Linked DNA regions of Mus musculus: all the other regions are linked to region 4. Evidence: chromatin contacts called from public Hi-C, HiChIP or PLAC-seq and promoter capture Hi-C data. All regions are on one chromosome and are shown on one strand. The core of a region is the stretch at or near the end of the contact, and the rest is flanking DNA. Distances in the headings are between cores, read along the strand shown.

Evidence for each region. Promoter capture Hi-C pulls out the DNA fragments that hold promoters and counts their contacts. A called contact is a pair of places that touch in the nucleus more often than the background predicts. HiChIP or PLAC-seq counts read pairs in DNA pulled down with a chosen protein or histone mark. Capture Hi-C pulls out chosen DNA fragments and counts their contacts.
Region 1: a Hi-C map of bone marrow-derived macrophages shows a contact between it and region 4, with 31 read pairs. The contact joins the promoter of Tbc1d22b here to the promoter of Cpne5 in region 4. A contact is called at or near these places in 3 of 39 promoter capture datasets (cranial neural crest, liver and neutrophils), 2 of 484 Hi-C or Micro-C datasets (bone marrow-derived macrophages and forebrain), 8 of 115 datasets of contacts at active chromatin or transcription factors (astrocytes, bone marrow-derived macrophages, embryonic stem cells and 4 more) and 3 of 9 other capture datasets (adipose tissue, liver and pancreatic islet).
Region 2: a contact with region 4 is called in a Hi-C map of the N1E-115 cell line, with 3 times the contacts expected there. The contact joins the enhancer-like site here to the promoter of Cpne5 in region 4. A contact is called at or near these places in 3 of 39 promoter capture datasets (the C10 cell line, HPC-7-derived erythroid cells and pre-B cells), 1 of 15 datasets of contacts at CTCF or cohesin (pro-B cells), 4 of 484 Hi-C or Micro-C datasets (B cells, the N1E-115 cell line, cerebellar granule neurons and 1 more), 1 of 115 datasets of contacts at active chromatin or transcription factors (pancreatic cancer cells) and 1 of 9 other capture datasets (liver).
Region 3: a promoter capture Hi-C map of pre-B cells shows a contact between it and region 4, with 2.8 times the contacts expected there. The contact joins the promoter of Pnpla1 here to the promoter of Cpne5 in region 4. A contact is called at or near these places in 5 of 39 promoter capture datasets (the 3T3-L1 cell line, the C10 cell line, liver and 1 more), 2 of 484 Hi-C or Micro-C datasets (both in the G1E-ER4 cell line) and 2 of 9 other capture datasets (embryonic stem cells and liver).
Region 5: a promoter capture Hi-C map of adipose tissue shows a contact between it and region 4. The contact joins the promoter of Cmtr1 here to the promoter of Cpne5 in region 4. A contact is called at or near these places in 1 of 39 promoter capture datasets (hippocampal neurons) and 1 of 9 other capture datasets (adipose tissue).
Region 6: a contact with region 4 is called in an H3K4me3 HiChIP or PLAC-seq map of pro-B cells, with 4 times the contacts expected there. The contact joins the promoter of Kctd20 here to the promoter of Cpne5 in region 4. A contact is called at or near these places in 3 of 39 promoter capture datasets (the 3T3-L1 cell line, HPC-7-derived erythroid cells and cranial neural crest), 7 of 115 datasets of contacts at active chromatin or transcription factors (double positive thymocytes, embryonic limb bud, embryonic stem cells and 3 more) and 2 of 9 other capture datasets (adipose tissue and liver).
Region 7: a promoter capture Hi-C map of pre-B cells shows a contact between it and region 4. The contact joins the enhancer-like site here to the promoter of Cpne5 in region 4. A contact is called at or near these places in 13 of 39 promoter capture datasets (the 3T3-L1 cell line, the C10 cell line, the HPC-7 cell line and 9 more), 4 of 15 datasets of contacts at CTCF or cohesin (CD8 T cells, embryonic stem cells, large pre-B cells and 1 more), 5 of 484 Hi-C or Micro-C datasets (the G1E-ER4 cell line, bone marrow-derived macrophages, cortical neurons and 1 more), 8 of 115 datasets of contacts at active chromatin or transcription factors (the HPC-7 cell line, acute myeloid leukemia, embryonic forebrain and 4 more) and 4 of 9 other capture datasets (adipose tissue, embryonic stem cells, liver and 1 more).

Annotation. Positions count from the first base shown.
Region 1 is chr17:29,548,368-29,551,079 of GRCm38.p6, reverse strand. It overlaps Tbc1d22b (TBC1 domain family, member 22B), which reads right to left and starts at 1,278. Exons shown (of 13, transcript NM_198647.1): 1 at 1,086-1,278. The coding sequence starts at 1,141. Tmem217 (transmembrane protein 217) reads left to right here and starts at 1,487. Exons shown (of 3, transcript NM_001162901.1): 1 at 1,487-1,571.
Region 2 is chr17:28,929,608-28,932,307 of GRCm38.p6, reverse strand. The region is part of intron 1 of Gm16191 (a long non-coding RNA gene); the gene reads right to left. Among named protein-coding and RNA genes, the nearest start is that of Gm16191, 5.7 kb to the right of the region's middle. Within about 2 kb of position 1,432, at least 214 of the 459 cell types and tissues checked have an H3K27ac peak or open chromatin away from gene starts, as enhancers often do. A contact at or near this core is called in the N1E-115 cell line, liver and pancreatic cancer cells, where this site is marked.
Region 3 is chr17:28,856,996-28,859,695 of GRCm38.p6, reverse strand. Pnpla1 (patatin-like phospholipase domain containing 1) reads right to left here and starts at 1,285. Exons shown (of 10, transcript NM_001034885.3): 1 at 625-1,285. The coding sequence starts at 829.
Region 4 is chr17:29,236,397-29,239,096 of GRCm38.p6, reverse strand. It overlaps Cpne5 (copine V), which reads left to right and starts at 1,307. Exons shown (of 21, transcript NM_153166.2): 1 at 1,307-1,484. The coding sequence starts at 1,390.
Region 5 is chr17:29,659,190-29,661,889 of GRCm38.p6, reverse strand. It overlaps Cmtr1 (cap methyltransferase 1), which reads right to left and starts at 1,295. Exons shown (of 24, transcript NM_028791.6): 1 at 1,119-1,295. All of the region lies in intron 7 of Gm28043 (predicted gene, 28043), which reads right to left.
Region 6 is chr17:28,950,972-28,953,685 of GRCm38.p6, reverse strand. It overlaps Kctd20 (potassium channel tetramerisation domain containing 20), which reads right to left and starts at 1,250. Exons shown (of 8, transcript NM_001356300.1): 1 at 1,117-1,250.
Region 7 is chr17:29,530,188-29,532,887 of GRCm38.p6, reverse strand. The region is part of intron 2 of Tmem217 (transmembrane protein 217); the gene reads left to right. Among named protein-coding and RNA genes, the nearest start is that of Tmem217, 18 kb to the left of the region's middle. Within about 2 kb of position 1,332, at least 80 of the 459 cell types and tissues checked have an H3K27ac peak or open chromatin away from gene starts, as enhancers often do. A contact at or near this core is called in CD8 T cells, the G1E-ER4 cell line, the HPC-7 cell line and 2 more, where this site is marked.

The sequences.
Region 1 (2,712 bases), core at 29-2,528, 310 kb before region 4:
GGCAGAGTGTCTTCAACAGTGTGAAGAGAGAACGGAAGAGGGGGAGAAAGAGGAGAGGGAGGGGGAGGGGAAGAGAAGGAGGAGAGAGAATGGGAAAGAGGGGAGAGAGAGAGGGAAAGGAGGAAGGGAAGAGTGCGAGGTCACAGGTCAAAGGACTACACCTGAACAAAAAAAGACTTAACAGGAAAATCACTAAGGATAGAACTCATGAGGGCGGTGACCAGACACAAACTCTTAACACCAAGCAGCCTGTGGCTGGCAGAAATCTTAAATTCAGTAGTGAAACACATAGGGCTTTCATTTTTCAGGACATCACCCAAAACAAACGGAACCAGTAAACCAAAAGGCAGCCTGACTGAGAGACAATTGCTCAGTGTCAACATACACTAACAAGAGAAAGAAACACTAAGGGAATAAGTTGCTTGAAAGGTCTGCTCTCCAACAAAACAAGAATAAAAGAACTTAATGCATCCACACTGAAAAATCATCACTTCTCCGGGATGCCAGAAGGAATAACTTATTCTCCACCCTGCGGCCACCCTGTAATAATTTCTCAAAAGAAAGGACCAACTCAAGACAGAGTAAGGTCAGGCTTGAGAATTCCCCCTCCCCTGTCTTGCTCATACCCCTGCAGGCCTGGCCCAGGCTCTCCTATCAGAACCCCTTTGGGAGTCCAAGGGAAGACAGGAATGTGATGATGGGCTGGGAACCAAGGCCATGGGGCCACCAACCCTCATGCAAGCAGCCACCCATGCTGTTGGAGACCCCTAAGGAGTTCTGTAGAAAGTCGGAAGCGGTCTGCAGGTGGCCCTCCACGGCTACGCTGACAATGGCAACTCGCCCAACTCCACTGCCCCTCACACTGGTCCCCTGACACCTCCCAGCTGAGGTTCCCCGCCCCCAGACCCCAGTCTGCACCCCACACCCAAGCTGGCCAGGCTCCTCTGATTGACAGCTGCTCCAGCCTGGGCTACTCCGACACCAGCCCTCCGGCCTCGGGGGTACCCCAAGACGGAGGGATTCAGGGACCAGGATCTGGAAGGCTTTGGGTCCAATCCCCACTCCCCTCAGCGTCCTGGGCTCACCTCCCCGGTAGCTTGGCGCTCCTCTTCCAGAACTGCTTGCTGTTCTCGGCGGCCATCTCTCCGGCCCGGGGGAAGGCCTGGTCGGTGGGTCACGGGGGGGCCCCGCGACAGGCCCCCGGGACCCCGCAATCTGAGGGCCAGCCCAGGCCGCTTCCCCGCCGCCGGTCACCCGCTCCCAGCTCCTGGGGGCGCCATCTTGGATGTGGGCACTCCCCCCGCCCAACACCGTTGCCATTGGTGGGCTGAGCAGGCCGGTGGGCGGATGGACCAATGAGGATCCCGGATCCTGCGGGCCGCTGAAGGCCCGCGGCAACGTCAGGGGCTGGGCACACAGGTGGGCCGGGGAGGCGGGGCTTAGATGGGCAGGAAGGCGGGGCTGAAAGTTCCTACTCCCCGGAGGCAGAGAACCAGGTACTGCGAGGAAGAAGTAGATGGGACTGTTGCCTTTGATGGGCTGAGGTTCTGGGGTTGTCTTGGTGGAGAGGGGTAAGGAGAAACCATAACATTTGTATACATTAGTCTTTAAAGGAAGGCCTCATGTAATAATGAACATTTTTTAATGTCCCTCACCTCAATGGCACCCAGGGTGGTTACCCCCCCACCCCCCCACCCCCGCCTTGTTCCCTTATGGTCCTAGTTTCGCAGAGGACAGTTCCGGCCATACCCCAGTGCGGGTAACTGTTGTATGAGTAGCAGTTGATTTATCAGACTCCCCCTTTCTTCCGCTAACTGAACTTCGTGATGTAATCCCTTCTTCGGGTCTGACTCTTTCTGGTTATGAGGATCCAGATACTGAGAAGTCATGCTTAGGAAATACTAATTTATCCTCCAAGTAGCATTTTCTCTAGGGACGTTGTTCATCCCCATGGCAACAATCAGGAAGATGAAGGATGTACCCCCAATATCCTCAACTCCTTTATTAACTGGCTATAAATCTTCCATCTATAGATTCATTTTTCAATCTAATTTTGACTCAAAATGAGATCTAATTTTAGCATGTTGTCTCCTTTGGGTGTCATGTTAATGACTACCTCTCTTTTTTGAGTGTGTTCTGGGACATTTGGGGGAAGATGGAGGGTACTTCCTTTTTCTACTCCGAAGAAATGTTTGTTCAGACAAGGAACTGTGGATATGTGCGAGCTACTGCTCAATCCATCTCTGTACTAACACCCTAGGGTTTCTAAATATTGAAAAATACATTACATTTATTCAGTGTGTGTGTGTGTGTGAGAGAGAGAGAGAGAGGAGAGAGAGAGAGAGAGAGAGAGAGAGAGAGAGAGAGAGAGAGGTCAAAGGAGAACTTCAGTTTTCTCTTCTCACCGAACTCAGGTCGTCAAGACTGGCTGTAAGCCCCTATACCCATTGAGCCATCTTGCTGGCCCAACATACTGGCAAATTCTCAAGGCTCCTTCTTTTCCCACCTAAAGAAACACCTTCTATATGTCCCTCAGTGATTTCTTTTTACATAGACATTACTCCCAGTTTTCAGGCTTCTTTTGCTTGCTAATGTTAAAAGACTAGGACTGTAGACCTGAACAGGTGGCCCAGGGGTTAAAAGCATGTGCTGCCCTTTCAGAGGACCTGAGTTCGGTTCCCAAGTACCCACAACAGGTGGCTCATAATGGCC
Region 2 (2,700 bases), core at 183-2,682, 310 kb after region 4:
ACAAAAAAAGGAAAGAAAGAAAGAAAGAAAGAAAGAAAGAAAGAAAGAAAGAAAGAAAGAAAGCAAGCAAGCAAGCATCTGTGAGGTGCTTTGGAGCCCTCAGAATCAGGAGAGTCGTCTGTAGGCGGAGCTCTCGTCTGTAGGCGGAGCTCTCGTCTGTAGGCGGAGCTCTCGTCTGTAGGCGGAGCTCTGGTAGAAACTGAACCTATGGCCTCTGATTCCATGACTCATGTTTATTGAAACATCTGAGAAGACTCAGACCACAACATTGTGACCCTTCGTAAACATGTAACTGTTTTAGAACTAGGTCACTCACACTGACTGATTCACTGTCCCATCCGCGTCTAAATAAGCGAATGACCAGCACCAGACAGAGGCTAGACTTCCTGTGCACCGCTGGTGTGATACTATCAGCTCCGCACACTTCTGACATTTGTACCTTTCACCCACCTTATCCTCTCCTGCATCTCCAGCTCCCTTTGTGTGCCTTTGTACATGTGTGTGCGGGAGCGTGCAGAGGCCAGAAAAGAGCATCCCCACCCCAGCAGCTGGAGTCACAGCTGCCCAGCATGGGTGCTGGGAAGCAGACTCAGGTCTCCCGCAAAAGCAGTGTGTGTGTGCTCTTAAGCTGAGCCTTCCCTACAGTGCCCAGCTCAAGAATTCTTGTACTTGTGAGTCACCTTTGGATCAGAAATATAAGAGTAAAGCATGGAGCTGAGTCCATCCCTCTAAACTGACAAAGGTTTGAAGTGACTATTGAAAACCAGTGTGTCTGAGCAATCCTAATAATAACTAATATTTATGGAATACGTGCTCTTGGTGTGTGTGGCTGCTCCCAAGCCTCCTTCCCTGGAGCAATGTCCCCAGAGACATCCCAGTTTCCACACAGGGGACATCTTTGTGGAATGTCCGTAAAGTTAAATATGACTGGGCTGGAGAGATGGCTCAGCGGTTAAGGGCACTGACTGCTCTTCCAGAGGTCCTGAGTTCAATTCCCAGCAATCACATGGTGGCTCACAGCCATCTGTAATGAGATCTGATGCCCTCTTCTGGTGTGTCTAAAGACAGCTACAGTGTACTTACATATAATAAATAAGTAAATCTTAAAAAGCAACAACAACAACTATGACTGACCAGAAAAGAATCGTCAGCAAAGCCTGTGGGGACCAAGCCATCAATCAGAGTCTCGGATCAGAGTGACACACGAGAAGCCAAGGACCGTGGTAACTGGTAAACAAGGTTCACCCGAGCAGAGGAGAGAGCAGTAATGGAGGGTCACATAACAGAGAAGAGGGAGGTGACCTCTCATCCAGCCCTGCTCAGGATACCAGGAAGTGGGGCCTCCTTGGGGACACCCCTGACTGAGCTCTCCAGCTGGGCCAAACAGCTTCTGGTTTCCCTAGCTCTGGCCTCTGCCCAGACAACTCCAAGAGCTGGAAGCCAGCCAGCTGGAAAATCATCAGCCAGCAGGCCAGCAGGAATCTCAAACAAAGAGGAGGGGACCTGGGGTTGTAGCTCTGGTGGCAGAGGCCTTACTGAGCACATGGGAAGCCCTGCTTCCTTCCCAGTGCCATTTAAAGTAGGCGCGGAGTAGGGCAGTAGAGGCAGACCGTAAATTCAGGATCATCTCGGGTTACAGATCACGCACAGAGTTTTGCCTTGCTCGGGGTGACTCCATTTCACAAGCAACATTTGACTCCAACTTGGAGTGTAAACACCGAGACGGAGTGACGCTGCACTCTGACAGAAATGAACACAACGCCATCTGTCGGTACCACCCACAAGGAACAAACTGATAACTTAAAAATAGAAAGGGCCCCCGCCCTGTTTATCAAAGCAAATTGGGATATGGGTGTGTCCCAGACGTGTCAGAGGAACAAGGTCCAAAGATGGGGGTACAACAACTCCCTGTCAACCCCATAGAGGAGGGCAACCAACACATACACCAAGGGACCCCAACAGGAAGGACAGACAGAGTTCCCCAGTGCCCTGGCCTGAACTGAGCTTGCTCCCCACTTGTAGACATGGCCTGGCCCAGGTGCCGCCTTAGTTCGTATGAAACTTGTTCTGGGGCTGGAGAGATGGCTCAGTGGTTAAGGGCACTGACTGCTCTTCCAGAGGTCCTGAGTTCAATTCCCAGCAACCACATGGTAGCTCACAACCATCCATAATGAGATCTGTTGCCCTCGTCTAGAGTGTCTGAAGACAGCTACAGTGTACTTACATATAATAAATACATAAATCTTTTAAAAATTATTTAAAAAAAAAGCAGCAGCTTGTTCTAGCCCTTGCCCCCTCACCCTGCTCCACCTCCCCTCTGAAGCTTGACTGTGCTCCCCCCAATCCCTGTGCCACCTTGGCACCTCCAGGGGAGCACTTCAGTATCTCCAGGGGAGCACTTTTCTCATCCTCTCCTGACACTCTTTTATTGTGGGGAGTGGACAGAACTATCTTGGTTTTCTTTTCTTTCTTTCTTTCTTTTTTTTTTTTCCAGACAGGGTTTCTCTGTGTAGCCCTGGCTGTCCTGGAACTCACTCTGTAGACCAGGCTGGCCTCAGAAATCCACCTTGCCTCTGCCTCCCAACTGCTGGGATTAAAGGTGTGTGCCACCACCACCTGGCTTAGTTTTTCTTAAGATGTACTTACTTCCGTGTTTGTGTCTGTGTGAGTGCTTGCCTTGCGTGTGCCGGTGTCAGTAGG
Region 3 (2,700 bases), core at 36-2,535, 380 kb after region 4:
CTCCTCCTCAACATGGCCCACCCCCCCAAACATCTTTGGAACACGGTCCCCTTTCCCCCTTTAGCCCCAGCCGGGTGCAATTTGTTCACAGACACCCCCCACCCCCATCCCTTCCATCATGACACGAGAGACGTCTCCATTCGGAATTTTGCTGTCTTTTCTCTCTAGAACATTCTAGAACTTCACAGGGGCTCTACATTACAGCCTGGCATCGAGCAGGTGGGGGTTGGCCGGGCCAAGAAGGCTGTTGCTCATAGCCCTGGGTCAGCACTGTGGCCTCTGGCCCACCGGGGCACAGCTGAAGCTCCCACACTGTGTCCCACATCTGTCACCAGCTTCTCCTCAACTCAGGGTTTGCATGTTGGGAACCCCTCCTCCTCACTGGGAAGTTGAGGCAGTGTTTACAATTTAAAAGAAGCCTCGCCCATGGAGGAGGAGGAGGACGGAGGACGTGTGTGTGTGTGTGTGTGTGTGTGTGTGTGTGTGTGTGTGTGTGAAGGGGGACTACCCTGGCTGCCAGGCTTTCCCGCCTCTCTCCCCGTGCACTTCCAAGCTTGTCCAGGGTCTGTTCTGAGAAGCCCCCTCCAGCAGCCCCCTTCAAAGACACCAGAATAAAAGTCTTACCCATCTCAATCCCGCAGACGACCAAGGCCGCAATCACCGCTCCCGCTGACGTCCCTGCAAAGCGATGGGCTGTGTCCAGCATCCTCGGGGCCAGATCTCGCAGAGCATCCACGGCCCCAGCCTGGTAGTAGGAAAGGAACCCGCTCCCGGAGAAGGAGATGGAATGAGGGGTATCTGGGTCTCCTTTGAACACCTGTTCGTCCATGTTCGGGGTCTATGGCCTCCCAGCGGAGGAAGAACCCACACCTGTCTGCCTTGGCTCAGTATCTCCTTCTCCCCCAGCCAAGAGCAGGGAATGTGGCAACTCTACCAGCCCAGTCAGGCATCCACGGGTGGTTCATCCAGCCACTGCCTGGGCCTGTTTAGCTCTGCTGAGAGGTACCCCGGAAGGGCTGATAGGGATCCCCAGGTACTGGATGAAATGTAGACAGTCCTTAGAGTCATGGGCAGGGGCGTGGTCCTGCAGACCCCTTGCTCACTTCATGCCCTTGCTAGACTTCTGTCAGGTACAGGCTCTTCAGCGCTCTCCACCCATCCGGAGCGCACCTAGGAGCGGGGCATTCCCTGCACCCTGCTCTGGACGGTGTCCACAGAGGCGGTGCCTCTCAGCATCCAGTTGCAAAATCTCTGCCTCGCCCTGTGCCTCCCTCACTGACAGGCTGCTCTTCACTGACAGGACGCAGAGTTACACGCCACGCCCCCTATCCGCCACGCCCCCTCCCCAGCCTGTGTTCCCCTCACTTCCATTGTGGGCTGCAGGATGGCTTTGGCTTTCAATGGGGAGGAGCAACTCATACCACCCCATGCCCCTCCCCCACCCCATTCAGACTCTGGAAAGTTCTTACACAAAACACCTCTCTATTTATTCTTACCTTAGGATTGGCTCTGGGCAAAAACTGTAACAGAGAAGTATGGCTCTGGGTGTTTGCCCTGGTTTGCTTTCCATTGCTGTGATAAAACACCGTGACCAAAAGCAACTTGGGGAGAAAAGGGTTATTTCAGCTCACAGTTTAAGGTTCATCATGAAAGTCAAGGCAGGGCGAGAGGAACCAATGCAGGTTTGCTCCCCCATCGCTACACGCTGTCTCCTTCCTTCCTTCCTTCCTTCCTTCCTTCCTTTCTTTCTTTCTTTCTTTCTTGTAAAGATTTATTTAGTACACTGCATCTTCAGACACTCCAGAAGAGGGCGTCAGATTTGTTACGAGGATGGTTGTGAGCCACCATGCGGTTGCTGGGATTTGAACTCAGGACCTTTGGAAGAGCAGTCACTACTCTTAACCGCTGAGCCTTCTCTCCAGCCCCCAACCTGCTTTCTTACACAGACTCAGACCACCTGCCTAGGAATGGCACCGCCCACAGTGGGCTGAGCCTTCTTCCATCAATCATTAATCAAGAAAATACCCTATAGACTTGCCGATCTGATGGCGGCCGATCTGATGGCGGCAACTCCTCCAATGAGAGTCCCTCTTCGCAGCGTCCATCAGTAACCAGCCAGAAGTCGCCAGCCTCCTTCCTACCTCTTCTTATTCTGTCATCTCCCTGTCCCTGGCCTGGTCCGTGCAGGTCTTCTCTCTTGCCTCTCAGTCCTGTGCCAGCTCCAGAGGCCTGAAGAGGGTATCCGATGCCCTGCAGCCGGAATCACAGGCAGTTGTGAGCTGCCTGATATAGGTGCTGGGAACTGAACACCGGTCCTCAGGGAGAGAGCATCATGTCTTCAGCTGGAGTGCTGTCTCTTGGGTGTGCAGGAGGGAAGAGGACAGCGAGCTTGGTCATTCCAAGATGGCCACATGAATAGATAGCTTGTGGATGGGGGTCAGGGGTCGGGGGTCATGAGGTCTCATGTGGGGTGTCTGGGTCTCCTCATCAGGGTCAGGGCAGAGAGATGTTTTGGTAAGGGACAGGGGCTTGGGGACCAGGGTTAGCTCTAGGGCTACTCAGCATGATTTCTGAGAGGAGGGATTTTCTCACCCAAAAAGGTCACTGCGGATCACTAAGGCAGCAAAAAGCTTTCCTAGTCCCCTCCTTCCCGTCCTCCTCCCTCTCCCCTACTTCTTCCTCTTCTCTGCTCTCCCTCCT
Region 4 (2,700 bases), core at 58-2,557:
AAATTGATTTCAAACGGCGTTCGGGTGCACCTGCTCGGAATGCCCGGCTGCCAGAAGGCCACCACCGATAGCGACAGGCATCCACGATGTATGAGGTGGTGGGTGAGGAAGTTGCCGCTGCTCCGCGCGTCTTGTCTCAGCTAAGCTTACACCGAGGCTGAGGAGGGGCCACGGGTGGATTTGCTGGAGAGGAAACTCCGTGCACAGCTGGCTTGGCGCTGCAACCCCAGGCCCAGAGGGCAGGCTGAGCCTGGGAAGTCTGCCTGAGAGATGCTTTGACGCTCCCCTCGCTTCCCAGTGCAGGGCTCTGAGCCTGGTATACTGGGTTGCTGGTTGCAAAGCCCAGGGAGCTGAGGCCAGCCACTTGGTCTAGTGGAGGAAGCTTCCAGACAGACCCGGGGGTTGGCTCGGCCCCTGTGGTCACGAAGAGAGAAGGAGGAGGAGGACGACGAAGGAGCTGGGTAAAGGTTCAGGCGACTAGCCAAGACCAGGCTTTGCGGACACCAGAGGCAGATGGGCAAGCTCCCACTGACCCACCCTACGTCGGAAACCAGACCAGCCTTCCTGGCACCAGGCTGATCGCCGCCTCCCCAAAAGGAGGTGGAGGGTGGAGGGCTTAGACCCTCCGGTGGCGGTGCGCACACTCAGCCGAGCCCTCTTCCCCGAACCCCGCCTAGACGCTGCCCAAACAGGTGCCCCTTGGACCGTTCCCCTCCCCCAGCACGCAGACCCCGGCTGGACAAGTGGGGTGGGGGAACTTGCGCAGAGGGCGGCGCGCGCCCTGGGACCGTCTCTGGCTGTCGCCAGCCCTGTCCCCGTCATCCGGAGCCGCGTCCCCACGCCTGCCACGCGCGTGCACACACACGCGCGCACACTCACACACTCACACATTGCTCCCACACTCGCCCCGCGCAGACCCCGCCCTGGCCCCGCCCCGGCCCCTGCGGGCGGCCCCTCCGGCGCCCGCGGACCCCGCACGCTGCGCGCGCCTGGCGGGAGGCGCTGGCGGCGACTCAGGGTACATTTGATTTTCCCGCAGTCCAGGGCACCCCGGAGCCGGAGCCCTAGCAGAGGACGTGGCGCTGCGCCCCAAGCCCGAGGCGGCTCAGTCCTCGTCCCCCATCCCCGAGTCCCCACGCCCCCTCAGGGGACCCCTCCCCGCTGCGCCTGGGTTCCCTCGCCGCGCCCCCCCTCCCCGCAGCAGCTCTCGCGCCCCGTTTCTCCTCGGGCCCCCGCTCTCCGCCCTCTTCCCGCTCGCACTTCCCACGCCCCCTCTTCGCGCTCCTCTCCTCCCCTGGCCGCCCAGCCCAGGGCTGCAGCCGCTCCGGAGGAGGCGTGAATCGCGCAGGAATATTGACTAATTTGGGTGGGGTGGGGGGACGGTGGGCGATGGAGCAACCCGAGGACATGGCGTCGCTCAGCGAGTTCGACTCCTTGGCGGGCAGCATCCCGGCTACCAAGGTGGAGATCACGGTGTCATGCAGGTGAGCCGCCCGCGGTTCGGGGGTGGGGGGGGACCCTGCCCCGCCCCTGGGCCGGAATCCCTCTTTCTCTGTAGCTTTCAGCCTTTGCTTAGCGAGCCTGCTTTTCACTGTTCTCGTCTCCCGGGCGCCCCGCTGCCTGTCTTCGGAGACCCCCTGCCCAGCGGCGGGTGGCGATGGCTGAATGGGCAGCCAGGCAGGGGTCAGGTTCCCAGAAAGTTTGCATTCGGAGCTGTTGCTTCCAGGACAGGAGGAAGACACGGAAACAGGGGTCCCAGCAGCAGAGTGGGAAGGGGAGGAGCCGCTCCAGGGTCTCCACTCTGGCTTTCTCCCTGATTTATCTTTCCCCAAAAGGAGAATTGAGAGGGACTGGCGCCATTCCTCCCAGGCATGACCCTCTGTGCCTCCCGTGACCTCCTTTCTCCCCCTACCCTGGCCTTTGCCCCAGCCTTCTCCCTCTCCTCCACTGTCTTAGAACCCAGGATTTGAAAGCCTCTTGCTTTAGCCTCCAGCAAGAAGGATCAACCGGGACAAGAGTCTCAGAGAGCAGGAAGCCTTGCCGAACTTAGGAGTGGTGTGGCGCCATTAAAAACCAGTAACTCTGATGGGAAAATCTTAAGCCAAAGGAGCGAAGGGCTGATGAGGAAGTGTCAGAATCCCCAGGCAAGAGGGGGAGGAAGGAGTTTGTTTTGTAGGCTGCCACCTCCAAGTCCCCAGTAATGCCATACTGGTTGGCCTTCTCTGTGGGGCTGGGCCTCTCAGGTTCTCTTAATAGGCTGCCCCGAGGCTGGACAGGCATGTGGCTGGCCCTAGGCACACTGCTTTGATAGGTTTGTGAAGAACATTGTGGTCCAGATATAACTCACTGGAGGTCCTGGCAATGGCCCATATAGCATTTCCAGAGCCCCATCGCACCCTTGTTCCAAACCACGCACCTTGGCTTTATGGTGCTGTTGGGTCAGATATTGTCCACCTCATCTCTGAGTTACTGAATTGAGACATTGGGCAAGTGTCCATATGTCCCGAGATGCTAGCCTCGGGTGTGAAAGAGGATGGATTCTGGGAAACTGCCTCCTGAGGACTTGAAGTGAGAGCTGCTGAGGTGGTGTCCCCAGCCAGGCTCTCTAGGGGACTACTGCGGTGACTCCCAGATGTGTGTCCATCCCCCACACCTCAGTCCCACACAGAGACAATTTGAACATGCCTTTACTCTGCTGGG
Region 5 (2,700 bases), core at 46-2,545, 420 kb before region 4:
AAATTACAAAATCTTCAGGAAAAGTAGTGTATTCAAAGAACTCAGAAAAGAGAAAAGACTTAAAAGTTGGAGGTACACTGGTATCTTTGGGGAACAGGGACGCTGGGATACAAGAACAGACTTCTCTGGCGTTTGAGTCAGACATATAGTTTTAAGACCATGTGTTGTTTTGACTATGAACTGATACTCAATATTGTCTATGAAAATCAGAGCCAGTTCAACTTATTTCAAAATATTTGCTGGGGTGGAGGGAGAATGAGCATCAGCAGTCGAGGTAAGAAAGTAATGGAATTTGAAGGGATATAGCAATCCCTCCCCTTGAAACCTAGCAAAAGGTTTCCGTATTTCCAGCCCGAGGATGAACCTGTGGACCCAATGTACGATCATCCCAATCTCAGGTGGCAATTTCCTAAGTGACAGTAGCAGTGCCTATTAGAGGAAAGCAGGAAAGCCAGGCGACTGAGCCAACAGAAAGCCAGGCCCGAGGAGCCACATTTTTACTTGACATCACAGATAGGTGAGCCTACTGGAAAGCTCATCGCTGAGGCTTCACAGCACATAAAATGGGTCTCATTTAACTCTTAAGTCGTCCCGGTGGGTGTGGGTGAAGCGGGGGTGGGGGGTGCCACTGGGAACTCAGTGTGGTCTGCGATGGGGCAAGTGAGAGAACAGGAAACAGCTTTGTAGAAGGGCAAGGCGGCAGATACGAACGTCCCCCTCCACCACAGCACCTTCGACTGGGGCCTCGCAGGGAATCCAAGCCAATCCTCTCATTTCCTCGGCCAGGGGAAGGCCAAAGGGCTATCGAGTGACCTACAATGGCAGACGCGCTGTGACCAGGCACTTCTAAGCGCTGCTAACCCCCGTATGCAGAGGGGAAAGAAGGGAACGCCATCTCCCCGACGGAGCTTCTCCTTTGGAAACGTCAGGTGTGATACTGTGTGCGCGGCGACCAGCAGCAGCGGCAACCTCGGCTCCGAGAGGTTGCTGGGGACAAGACAGGGGGCAGGAGCAGAGAGAGGCTACCCGAAAGCGGGCAAAGCGGCCGCCGCAGGGGAAGGATGCTGTGCCCGTGCGCCCGCCCGCTCGCACCCCCGGGGCCGCGCGCCTGCACTCACGCTGAGGGGATGGGGCGAGTAGCCGGCGAGCGGAGACGAGGGACCAGGCCGCCACTGTCGCCGCCCAGGCTGGCCCTGCAACCTCCTCCTCCCTCACTTTCGTTTTCCTCGCAGGGCCGGCTAGCTGCGCGGTCGCGCTCGGAACCCGCCCCGCGGGCGGCGCCGCTTGATAACGTCACGAGCCCGCCAGCCCCGCCCCCGCTGGGCTCAGGCTTGGCCCTGGGGAACTGCCCAGGTCGCACAGCGCGCAGGACCCGAGGCGCCTGCGCGGAAGGGGGACCGCGAAAGAATGGGGGGGCAGAGAAAAGCCACTAGGAAAATAACCCTTGTCTACTCTCGCCCTAAAGAAGGGAAATCAATACTTCACCTCAGTTTATTCATCTTGTTATGGATTACCTGAAGAAGGAAAACTCCCAAGATGTCTTAATAAATCATGTGGAGTCTTTATTATTTATTACCACCGGTGGGGCTGTCTCAGGCAGAGGAGCGGGAAGCACCCTCGGACCTCCAGTTTGTTCGACATTTTAAAGACAAGGACTGCAACTGTGATGTATACAGAAAGGCAGCTCCAAACATGTGCAACAAGCAAACATTGCTTTTTTTTTCTTTTCAGAAGCAGAGTGATAACAATTAAATGGTCAGGCAGTTAACCTTTAGGTCAGAATCACAATCACATGGTATAGAAATTTATGGCTGATCAAGAGACCAGTTTAGCATAAGATTTAATGACTGGTCGAAGTGACCGGAGACGAATTTTTGCCCAAAATAGTTTTAGCAATGAAAGTATTCTTAGGAGCTAGGTGGTAGTGTCGAACACCTTTAATGCCAGCACTCAGAAAGCAGAGACAGGCATATCTCTGTGAGTTCGAAGCCAGCCTAGTCTACATAGCTACTTCCAGGACAGCCAGGGATATATTGTAAGACCCTGACTTGGAAAGTGGGAAAAAAAAATCCTAGAAAGTGTTTCACAACATGGCGTAACTAGTTTGGTAGCTTACTACAGTATCGTCATTATATAGATTTAAGAATACAGTCAGAGGAGCCGGGCGTGGTGGCACACGCCTTTAATCCCAGCACTCGGGAGGCAGAGGCAGGCCTATTTCTGAGTTCGAGGCCAGCCTGGTCTACAAAGTGAGTTCCAGGACAGCCAGGGCTACACAGAGAAACCCTGTCTCGAAAAACAAAACAAACAACAACAACAACAAAAAAGAATACAGTCAGAGACACAAACTGGCCAAGGTCAAAGACCTGTTCCTGTTCCATAGGACATATTTAACATTGGACTAGGCATAGCTCAGTGTCAAGACTGTTCGTCCGGTACACACCAGATCCTAGATCTGATTCTCAATGCCTCAGACTAAAAGAAATAATGGCATCTGTGGCATTTGACCATATGCACTGAGATGGGCTGTAACTCTAACTCCTCTTCCCATTTTCAGACCAATATAACTTTGTTGGACATTCTCAGCTGCGTTTGTCTCTTAAACCCCGAGACTTCAAATGTCAACATATGTTCTCCCATAATGCTGCTTTTTTTAAAAAAAAAAAGGATTTTATTTTTATTTTATGTGTATGCGTGTCC
Region 6 (2,714 bases), core at 1-2,500, 290 kb after region 4:
AGAGAGCTGAGGTGGGAGCCAAGACCTAATGACATGCTCAAGCTCCCACGATCCTACCAACAGGCTCCTGAGAGAAACAAGGTGGGTTAGCCTGATCCACGCCATCTTTCTCCCACCCAGGCAATAACAGGATATGGATAAAAAGCCATTTCCTGCTCTCATGTAAGGGCTCCAGAAAGCACTATCCTTTCTCACACAGCCTTCCGAATCAGGGCTTCTTGACTCCCGACTGATTACGGACAGGAGAGGAGTAAGTCAACAGAAAGAAAAGGACATGAGACAGTATTTACAGTCCTCAGGCCAAGCTAATCTTGGTTTCCTAAGGTCCGGTTCCTGGCTTACCAAGGCGGCCCAAGCGGGGTGGTTGCCTGCCAGCACTAGTAGACTCAGGGGTCCACCCTAGATTTCTAGAATTAATTTCTGGGAGCCGTGCTAGCGACCTGCAAAACGCGTTTGAGAACTGCTACTTTAAGATTTTGTTTTTGTTCCTCTGGAGTGGGGTTGACGTTCTAATTCAAGGTTCGTCACAACTAATATTATTCCAACATTCTGTTTGGGAGATCATTTAAAAAGAAATCTCAAATTTCTAGGTAAACAATTGTCTATCAGCAAACAGACACCGTGAAAGAGCTTGGTTGGTCAGAGTTCCTGGCCTGTCTGTTAGTTCGTTTGCTGAATTCTCACTTAAAAGATTAGATTTACTTCTAAATAGTAAATCAGCCCAATCCAGGAATGTTCAGAAAGAATGACAAATTCCCACAAAGGGGAGGAGGTGTCCTCATGGCGCAAGCCTGACGACACTGTCTGCTATAAAAAGTTCTTATATGCAAGAAAAAAATCTCCCAGTTCTGCACTAAGCATGGGATGACAACAGAGGGGCGACAGGACCGACAGAAGATTCCAGAGGTTCTGGGAAAGCGCGACCAACCTTCCCCAGCCTGGGCTACCGGTGGCCCTGCGTGGTTGGTCGGCAGCCTCGCCCGGCTTCTCCTTTCTCCCCAGGCCGGGGAGGAGCCCGCACGGGGCCTCTCAGGCCGCAGCGTCGCGCCCGCCGCCATCATCAGCCCGCGCCATCACCTGCCCGCTCGCCCGCCCACCCTGTCACTCGGCACTCACCGGCCGCTTGCTGCCGCGCTCTCCGACACCGAGCCCCGAAGCCACCTCCAAGCTCCGGCCACCGCGCGCCCCCGCCCTGGCCGCGGATCCCCGGTTGAGTCACCCGGCCCTTCAAAACAAGAGCCCCGCCCACCGCGGGGCATGCCGGGAAGGCCGCGCGGCTCGCCCCGCCCCCGCCGCGGACTCCGCCATAGGCCGGGGCCTCGCCTGCCTGCCCGGCCGGCCGGGAACTGGGGCTCTTCGCCAGGGCGGCCCAGTAACGCGCGCCGCCGCCGCTTGCGCTCCATCACCCAAGGGGCTCAGACAGGAAAGCGAGCTGCAGGCTCGAAGGTGAAAGAGGCTGGGTCGCCCCGGAACGCGTGATGCTCACGGAAAGATGAGCCTATCGCCTTTGTGTGGCGGATGGATATGAACTGCAGCCCAAAGACAGAAAAACATCAACAACAACAAAACAAGATAAAAGAGAAAACAAAAACTTCCCCCCAACTCTTGAGTTTCACGGAACAATCTGCGATAGCAAACAAGATTCTACAGGTTTCATGTTACCTGGAAGCAAACTATTAGAAAGCTGGTTGCCTTGCTTCCTGTGAACCGCACAAGGGAACCTGAGAGGAGGAACCTGGCTCCATCTCTCAGGGTCACGGGGACTTGTGGCTTTTGTACTTAAGAAAGTTATCAGACCAGTTGATTACACCATCACAATGATTGCACAGACTTCTAGTTTTGGGTGTTTCGTTCTATTGGGGGTTTGCTTGTTTTAACCTTTATTTCCCTTCTCCCTCCTCCCTGGCTCTCCACTCTTAATACATGGGGTGTTCTTTGTTTTTTGAGACAGTCTCCTTTATCCCAGTATGGCCTTGCACCTCTGATCCGACCTTCACCATGTGAGTGATGGATAGGGTTACAGACAAGCCCTACCGTAGCCGAATTATGAAGGGCTCTGGTGTAACCCAGGGCTTCATGCACCCTAGGCCATTATTCTACCAGTTGAGCTACGTCTCCAGGTCCGAGTTCATTTTATTGAGATGTGACGCCGCAGCCCATGTTGAATTTGCTGTGTAGCCAAGGATGGCTTTGGACTCCTCATCCTCCTGTCCCTGTCTCCCAAGTGCTGACATTATTCTACTTTAAAACTGCTGCTGAGCACTAAATAAACTAATAAAACCACGCAAAAAAATATAGGGAATACCTGTGTGCACAGCATTAATCCTAGCACTTGGGAGGTAGAGGCAGGAGGATCAGGAAATCGAGGTCCCCCTTATTTGGCTTATGTTGCTTCTGGGGGGGGGAGGGGAGGAGGGGGACGGGTCTACCTTGCCCAGTTTCCCCCATACCACCTGTCACTAAGGGAAGTCAGGGAATCCAGTCAGGAAACTGGGTCTACAAAGTGAATTCCAGAACAGCCAGGGCTACACAGAGGAAACCATGTCTCAAAACAAACCAAATACGACCACCAACACAGTAATGTCACAAAAAAGCCAACACAGTAATGAGATCATGTGCTGGCATCTCTGGGCCTTGGAACTACAGAGAACATACCCACTGATTAAAATTTCATTCCAAAAGTTTCCTCTTCTAATCCTGTGCCCCTGTGCAGT
Region 7 (2,700 bases), core at 83-2,582, 290 kb before region 4:
CACACTGTGGCATGCTCACATCCACAACCATAACTCTTGCATGCACACAAAATGAATAAAATGTCATTTAAAAAACGTTGGTAGCAACCAGGCTACCAACTTCCAAGCTGGGCAGTGGTGCACTCCTTTAATCTGAGCAGAGGCAGGCAGAACTCTGAGTTCAAGGCCAGAGTGAGTTCTAGGACAGTAAAGGCTACACAGAGAAACCCTATCTCAAAATACTCCCTTCCTCTGGTCCAAAAATAAACACACTAAATAGATAAATAAATAAATAAATAAATAAATAAATAAAAACCCTTTGGTAGCATAGCCATTAGCTGCAAGTGATACTTGGAAATCTAAACTTTATTCTGGCCAACTGTGTGGCTGTCTGTGGAAGGCGCAATTGCTACACTAAGGAAGGGAAGGTCCTGTCCCACATCAGAGACCTCCACATTCAAGGAAAACGGGTCCTGAGCAGAACAAACTCCATATTCTTCATCAAGAGGGCTCCTTGCTAGTGGAATAAGGCAGCTGAGTTCTAGTCCTGGCATAAATATTTGTCTATGGCAGCTATGGTGATACCGTGGCTAGGGGTGCCCATGTACCCCAGTTCTGAGCATTGAACAGTGAGAATTCACTGAAAGTTCTCAGAGATGTGTTTGACATCCTGTGGAAGAAAGGAGCGCAGAGGAGAGCTTCCGGGGCACTCCTGATTGGCCTGCTAGTGAGAGGCAAGTTGGCAGTCAGCCAGTGACCACAGAAAGGAAGCTACCGTGGGACCCTGACACCGCGTAGGAGACCTGAAAGACCCAGAGGAAAGAGCCAAGTAGAGAAAAGGCACTGGAGAAAGAAAAGATTATAGACATAGCAAGGGATGTGTAGAGCTACCCTGGGGTGATGAGCGGAGGCTGCCATCGGCCAGGACTGTGTGCGCAGCCCTGTGGTTTATTGTCTGCATTCGCCCATCCCCAGTGGGGACTGGTTTCCCTGCTTGTCAGCTGACTCACTGTCAAGCATGGCAGGCTGGTTTTCTTTCTGTGTTGGAGAGGATTGGGTTTTTGTTTTGGGAAATCTGATCTCTTGAGCAAGAGTTTGGCCTGGAAGAATACAGGAAGAAGGGAAGACCCTAGCTTCCCTACAGTATCTGGGATTTCTCTCCTGTTGGGAAAACTGGGGAGGTAGCAGGTTGTGCCCCCTAGAGAGTGCCCCCCCACACACACACACACCCTGCTGGGTTGGATGCTGGCTACTTGGCTGAGAAGAAAGCTCAAAGCCTCATCACCCTGGGGTGATGAGCGGAGGCTGCCATCGGCCAGGACTGTGTGCGCAGCCCTGTGGTTAGCCTTTAGTAAGCCTATAAGAAGCAAGACCGCAGGGCTGGAGAGATGGCTCAGTGGTAAGAGCATTTGCTGCTCACAACTGCCTGTGTAATTCCAGTTCCTCGGGCTCCAACTGGCGCCCTCTTCGGGCTACTATGGGCACTGCAGGCACCTGGCGGTCCTACATGCAGAAAGGCACTCAACCACATAAAATTTAAAAGAAAAAAAAAGACACAGCCATTCTCTGCTGCTACCAAACAGTTACCCTCGAGGAAAGCCTGCAGCCATGGCACAAGGAGACTCAGGCAGCCCTTAAAACAGGCCAGAAGAAGAGAGCTGAGGTTTCTGGCCAGGAGCTACCAACAGCCAGGTGAGTGAAAGGACCCTCCTCGGAGGACAGCCTTCAGCTGGCAGCCGCTCCAGACCTTTACTTTAGGAGGGGCCCTGAGGCAAAACAGGCAGCTAAGACACCCCTCGCCTTCTGTCTCAGAAACCCAAGACATCTAGGAGTGGGACCAGCATGGATATCCATCAGCTGATGGAAGGATTGATGGATGGAGGAGATGCGGAAGGTACAGACTGTGGAAATCATTCAGCTGTGAAATAATATGAAATAGTGACATTTGCAGAGAAATGGATGAAGCTGGAAATCCTCGAATGAAGTAAATGAAGTAGAAGTAGAATAAACCAGGCTCAAAAGGACAAATAGGACCTGCGTTCTCTCACATGTGGGTCCTAGATTTTAATTCCTCTATGTGTGTGTATGTGTGTGTGTGTGTGTGTGTGTGAGAGAGAGAGAGAGAGAGAGAGAGAGGAGAGAGGAGAGAGAGAGCGCGCAGGAGGTAAGAGCCAGTGGGAGGGGCCAGGAAGAGGGCGGGGAGAGGAGGAGGAGCAAGAAGCGGCAATGGAATTTGTAAGCCAACATTGGGGTGGTGGTGGGGCACCAGTAAAATGTGTTTTGAGCCTTGCGTAGTTAAAGATGCCTTGAGCCCAGCTCTCTAGACAGAAGCAGGCAGATCTGTGAGTTCCAGGCCAGCCAGGGCTACACAGTAAGACCCAGTCTCAAACAAAACAGAAACAGAAAATCGAAGCTTTAAGGTCTGAAGGAGATAGCTCAGTCCATAAATTCCCTTGCCTTGTGTCTCAGTTACTGCCATATTGCTATGAGAAGACACCATGGCCAAATCAACTTATAAAAGAAAGCATTTAACTTCGGAGCTCACAGTTTCAGAGGGTGAGCTGATGACCGTCAAGGCAGAAAGCGTGGCTGCAGGCAGGCAGGCTGGCAGACATGGCGCTTGAGTGGCAGCGGGGAGCTTACATCTTATCCACAAGCAGCAGTGAGAGAGACAGAGACAGAGAGGGGAGAGAATGGGCCTGGCATGGACTTTTGAAACCT